2 separate regions of the Mus musculus genome follow, and region 2 is linked to region 1. The links are chromatin contacts, called in public Hi-C maps. All regions are on one chromosome and are shown on one strand. The core of a region is the stretch at or near the end of the contact, and the rest is flanking DNA. Distances in the headings are between cores, read along the strand shown.

Region 1 (2,888 bases), core at 252-2,751:
CCTGCATAGCCTCACAAGAGACAGCTATATCAGGGTCCTTTCAGCAAAATCGTGCTAGTGTATGCAATGGTGTCAGCATTTGGAGGCTGATTATGGGATGGATCTCCGGGTATGGCAGTCTCTAGATGGTCCATCAGTAACCCCTGGAGCTCTTGACTCTAGCTGCATATGTATCAGAAGATGACCTAGTAGGCCATCAGTGGAAAGAGAGGCCCATTGGTCTTGCAAACTTTATATGCCTCAGTACAGGGGAAGTGGCCAGGGCCAAGAAGTGGGAGGGGGTGGGTAGGGGAGTGGGGGGGGGTAATGGGGGACTTCTGGGATAGCATTGGAAATGTAAATGAAGAAAATACCTAATTTTAAAAAAATGGATTTTGGAGAATAAACATTATTTCATGGAACATGCTCTTATAGGCATCTGTGGGGAACCTAAACAAACAAGCAAACAAACCCCAAAACCTCCTCTTCTTGCTTTATAAAGAGTGCCCAACGTGGGCTGCTAAAATACCTCAGCTGGTAAAGGCACTTGCTCTCAAGCCTCACAGCCTGAGCTCCACCCCCAAGACCCTCGGAGTGGAAGGAGAGAACCAACTTCCAAAAGTTGTCTGTCTTCTGACCTTCAACAGTGAACTGTGGTGTGTGTGCCTCCCCCCTACCCCATAAATAAATGTAAATAAATATTGTCTAATACAGCATGAGCCAATCGTAAAAGTGAGTCTAGCACTCTTTATTCCACTATATGGCGCTTTTCTTTACAGAGAAAGTAATATTTATTATCTCAAAAAGACTACTTTTGAGGGTTATTAGACTGAGCGGGCAGACTGCTGCCACAGATGACCTTTGCATCAAGTGACTCAATACAGTAAGCTCCCATTTCTCCTGTGTGTCGCAGCCAAGGGTGGATCAATGCAGGGCGACTCTGCCTCGAGTGGCCATGTGGGGACCCACTGTGCTCCCCCAAAGAGTCCACCTCCCCTTAGGTTCCTGTAGTTCTCTCATGACAGATGAGAAAAGGGACACCCTCCCCCCTTCTCAACAGAAACATTTTTATGCAACCTTCACTATCCTGGGATATAAAATAGATGAAGCAAACATATTGAAAATAAACCATACATTTTTACATATAATTTTACCATTTAAGAAGACATAGTATGTCTTCAGTATTACTTGTTGTTACTGCGAAACACTGACATCACACACCGTGTGCTTTCTTCTCAAATCACTTCTATTGTTAACCAATTAAATGGCTGGATTTTCTTTGCCTATCACTCATTCTAATATTAATATAGTAATACTAACGTATCAGTCAAAATATTTTATAGTTTTGTCATGATCCGCTTGTATGTTTCATACGTGGGGAAGAGGACCACTCATCTGTGGGTCTGGAAGAGGCCGCGGGTATAGTCAGCTGTTGAAAGGAAGGCCCCAGGTCGCTGCTAAATGAAACCTGCTTGTGAGAAAGGAAATGTTCCGATCCTCTGCGATGCTCACATCGGACACTAGATGGCACTGTCTCATAGGCAGATGGCGGCCCACTCTGCCTTTCTAATGGACTTTCAACTCCTAAGTGTAGATCCACAGGAAAATGGAAGGAGCATTATGAAACATATTCTTTCTGTTCTGAATAATGTCGAGAGGAAATATCCCTAAACATTCTTAAAATGGTTTCCATTTTTTACTACCTGAAGGCCAACACACTAGTTATGCTTTCTGAGCCCGGAGTGTCTACACTGCTTGCCTGCACACGTTGGTGTCGAAGCAGCTGATGGCTCTCCCTTTCCCTGTGTGTGTTGGTGGGGAGACTCGACAAGACATGCATTCAGAGACGCTGAAAGCTAATGCTTGTCTCTGACAGCTATCCCAGGGAATAGAGGAATGTTTCTCTCTCTCTCTCTCTCTCTCTCTCTCTCTCTCTCTCTCTCTCTCATGCATGTGGGTGATAATGTTCCCTCAAGGGAAACTGGCCAGAACTAAGAAGTCACAGAGGCTGCCAGGCTCTGAGATACCGGTGTGGGTCAGGTGTGGCTCAGATGGACTTGGGTGGTCCTCACCCAGCCTGGCTCAGCCTTCTGGTTTTGATCCTTAGCTTGTAGGTGAGGAGAATAGAGGCGAAGAAGAGCTGAAGTCCTTTGCACAAAGTCCAAGCGTAAACAATAGATTTAGGATTTTAAGGCAGGTTTGTTCATTCATTTAGTATTTCCCATGACCCTCCAGGTGTCAAAAGCTCTTAAACAGGGTCTCAAAGGCCTTGAATTTGTTATGTCTCACCCAGCCTTAAGCTCACTGGTTTTAGACTTCCAGCCCCCTTCATGCTGGGATTACAAAGGGATGTTCCCATGCCATCTATAAGTTCACCCTGAAGTCATGCTTTGTTGTTGTTGTTGTTGTTTTGTTTGTTTGTTTAGTGTTTTGGGGTGTTGTTGTTGTTTTTGTTTTTTGTTTTTGTTTTTGTTTTTTTGGAGACAAGGTTTCTCTGTATACTCCTGGCTGTTCTGGAACTCTGTAGATCTGGCTGGCCTCAAATTCAGAGATCCACCTGCCTCTGCCTCTGCCTCTGCCTCTGCCTCTGCCTCTGCCTCTGCCTCTGCCTCTGCCTCTGCCTCTGCCTCTGCCTCTGCCTCTGCCTCTGCCTCTGCCTCTGCCTCTGCCTCTGCCTCTGCCTCTGCCTCTGCCTCTGCCTCTGCCTCTGCCTCTGCCTCTGCCCCCCCCAGTGCTGAGATTAAAAGTGAACTCCACCCAACTTGAAGTCAAGTTTTAAAATTTGCTTTGAAAACATTTGTCATAAGCCAGCTGTAGGGACAGTGTAACTTCAGGGTGTCTTCTGAACTCCGTGGATATAGCATATCACGTTTCCCTGGTTAGCTGATTACCATGGGGGCCTAGACTGA
Region 2 (2,700 bases), core at 63-2,562, 1.4 Mb after region 1:
CCACTGGAAAATCCTATAGAGGCTTTATAGCAGTGCAGGCCCTGGATTCAAGGTTATACTCATTATTTGGGATGGGGGACAGCCTAGTATGTAACAAATATATTGACAAATATAGAGATTGACAAATAAAGAGATGCTTTGTCATGAGCTACGTTCATGCAAATGTTTGAAAATTTATACATCTTAGGAATGGTAACGTTCATTAGGATTTTTGTGTCAAAATTATACAAATATCAAGATGGACTGCTAGAATTTACAGTTCTGAAAGTTGTGGTCTAAGCCACTAGTACATGAAGTCAATTTTTTACAAACTTTGGGAAAATTAAAGTTCGGATAGCTTACTGTAACTCTCTGTGAGTCAAACTTGTACTTCCATACATGAGACCGAGGACTGTCATCATGTCTTTAAGCATGTGAGCTATTCTCATATTAAATATTTTTCTTATTGACTTAAAATTGGAAAAGCCAATTACAAATATGAGTTCACTGCTCCAATTTGCCCAATTCTGCCTTACCCTGTGTGACTATGTTTAAAATCTTACGAGATCAAAACTATGACCTAACAATAGAAATGAGAGTAAAGTGCCATCTAATGTTTTACTTTATAACTAGCTACAGCTTATCTTTACCATCAGAACCACGGAGTTGATTTAATCATGAATCAGAGCCAGGCTATAGAAAATAATGGAGAATGGGATCACGGGGATTATTAAATTAAATTGGGATTGAAATTCTTCATCATTCATACTAAATAATCAAGAAACAGTTTTAAATAAGGGTGATAGTTCTCAGCTACTTCTATTTTCCTCTTTTCTGTAGTACCATTGGCTACTAAGCAGGTCTTGATTCTGTGAGGGTCAAGGCCGATTAAAAGTATTTAATGCAACAATAACGCCACATCTCATTAAGCTAAGTGAGTGTTAGTAGTTTTCATTTTTGCAAGTTTGTGGTTGAGATTCCCATTCTGATTTTGCTTCATGAATCCTAATTTTCATTTTGGTTAAAAAAAAAAAAGTCCAGGAAAAATTATGGACAGTTACGGAATCTTTGCAGCTGTACAAAATGTCTGCCCTCACGGTGTCCCTTTCCTGTCCTGTGAAACGTAGCAATGACTCTGTGATTGAGATCCAGTGGAAACCCAGGTCCCCCTTCAGCTCTCCCTGGACACTGTTTGTACTGGTTTTCTTGCTTAGGAGCCTTCTCCAGCTTAATCTTTCCTGTACAGTAGACGCCTCCCATCCAGTATGCTGTGCACCCAGCCATTAGTGCTCACTGACAGTTAGCCTCATCTTTCATTGAGAGGCTTATGGATCATACCCATACCAGTCCGCTCTTGTGTTTTCTAATTTTATATCCTTAGCTGTAAAGGAAGTGGTGCTATACGAATAGATGGGAGGATAAATATAGGGGCTCATGCAGATGTCTCTGGCATTCTGAAAATCTGCAATGTCGTAAATAACAAGCCACTGAATTTGCCTCAGCTTCTCTCACATCTAGCTCCTGCAGTGAGCCCACCTCCAAATGGAAGGCTTCTCTCAGTTACTAAGCTCAAGGTGGATGCCCAGTTTATTCTGTGTTCTCCCTTTGACCAACTATATTTCCTGGAGGAAAAGCATTGTTTAAAAGAAAATAAAGGTTAAAGGAGAGATAATAAAGCATGCAGCCATGAGATTAAGCCAATAAAATTATCAGGACAGACTGTGTCACCTAACCTGAAGTTAGAAGAGTCTCCAAATTTAGACATTTTCAGCACTCATATGCACATATAGAAACTCATATGCAAATTTAACTTCTTTGTGATAGTAAGTGGAAGAAAGGCAATTCCTTTTAAGGTTTTGTTTTTTTGTTTTTGTTTTTTCAAAATAAAGTTACATTTTTTTATATTTCTTATTTTTTATTAGATATTTTGTTTATTTACATTTCAATGCTATCCCCCTTTCTAGTTTCCCCTCTGAAAATCCCCTATCCCCTCCCCCTGCTCCCCAACCCACCCACTCCCACTTCCTGGCCCTGGCATTTCCCTATACTGGGCATAGAACCTTCATAGGACCAAGGGCTTCTCTCATTGATGACCTACTAGGCCATCCTCTAAGTGTCCATTTAAGTCTACCACAGTGGACTATGCATGAAAGACACACTTTTTTGCTGACTGTGAAGTTTGATCGTCTTGATCCATTAGTCATTCATCAGAATGTTATTCAAAACGTCTTAGGCAAATAGGAATCCCTCAGCCAGCACTCTGCCTTGGAAACACTCAAGGCACCTCTTGTCCTGGAAAGGGTTACAGATGTAAGCTAACGTGGCATTCATTGGTTAATAGGGGGATGCAAAGGGTTAAATTTTTAAATCTTTGCAAAGGGGTGGGGGGAGTCTCTAGAAGATAAAAACAAAAAACCAACCAACCAACCAAACAAACAAACAAACAAACAAACAAAACCCTAAACTAAAACCCGAGGCTAAGCTGCCAGTGATTTGGTGGTATTTATGGATTATACTCCATGTTGAAAAGAGAAAAATCAGATGTAAGATGACGCTGCAGGGGGCGTCTGGACTTTTCACTAAGTCTGAAGTCTGTTTAGTCGATGCTTATTAAGGCTTGGCTTTGACCTTTGCCCCCTTCACTCCTCTTTGTTCCAGGTGCAACATTTGTGCAAGTGCTTGAACATTATGGGTCACTCTGAGCAAACTTCCAGTCCTGAA

The links. A called contact is a pair of places that touch in the nucleus more often than the background predicts.
Region 2: a contact with region 1 is called in a Hi-C map of cortical neurons, with 4 times the contacts expected there. The contact joins two enhancer-like sites. A contact is called at or near these places in 6 of 484 Hi-C or Micro-C datasets (cerebral cortex, cortical neurons, rod photoreceptor and 1 more) and 3 of 115 datasets of contacts at active chromatin or transcription factors (embryonic forebrain, embryonic limb bud and pancreatic cancer cells).

The regions. Positions count from the first base shown.
Region 1 is chr1:136,549,585-136,552,472 of GRCm38.p6, forward strand. It overlaps a transcript of Kif14 not described here. Among named protein-coding and RNA genes, the nearest start is that of Zfp281, 74 kb to the right of the region's middle. Within about 2 kb of position 1,502, at least 27 of the 459 cell types and tissues checked have an H3K27ac peak or open chromatin away from gene starts, as enhancers often do. A contact at or near this core is called in cortical neurons, where this site is marked.
Region 2 is chr1:137,904,484-137,907,183 of GRCm38.p6, forward strand. It overlaps Gm4258 (a long non-coding RNA gene), which reads left to right. Exons shown (of 3, transcript XR_003948014.1): 2 at 1-2,700. Among named protein-coding and RNA genes, the nearest start is that of Gm4258, 7.4 kb to the left of the region's middle. Within about 2 kb of position 1,313, at least 17 of the 459 cell types and tissues checked have an H3K27ac peak or open chromatin away from gene starts, as enhancers often do. A contact at or near this core is called in cortical neurons, where this site is marked.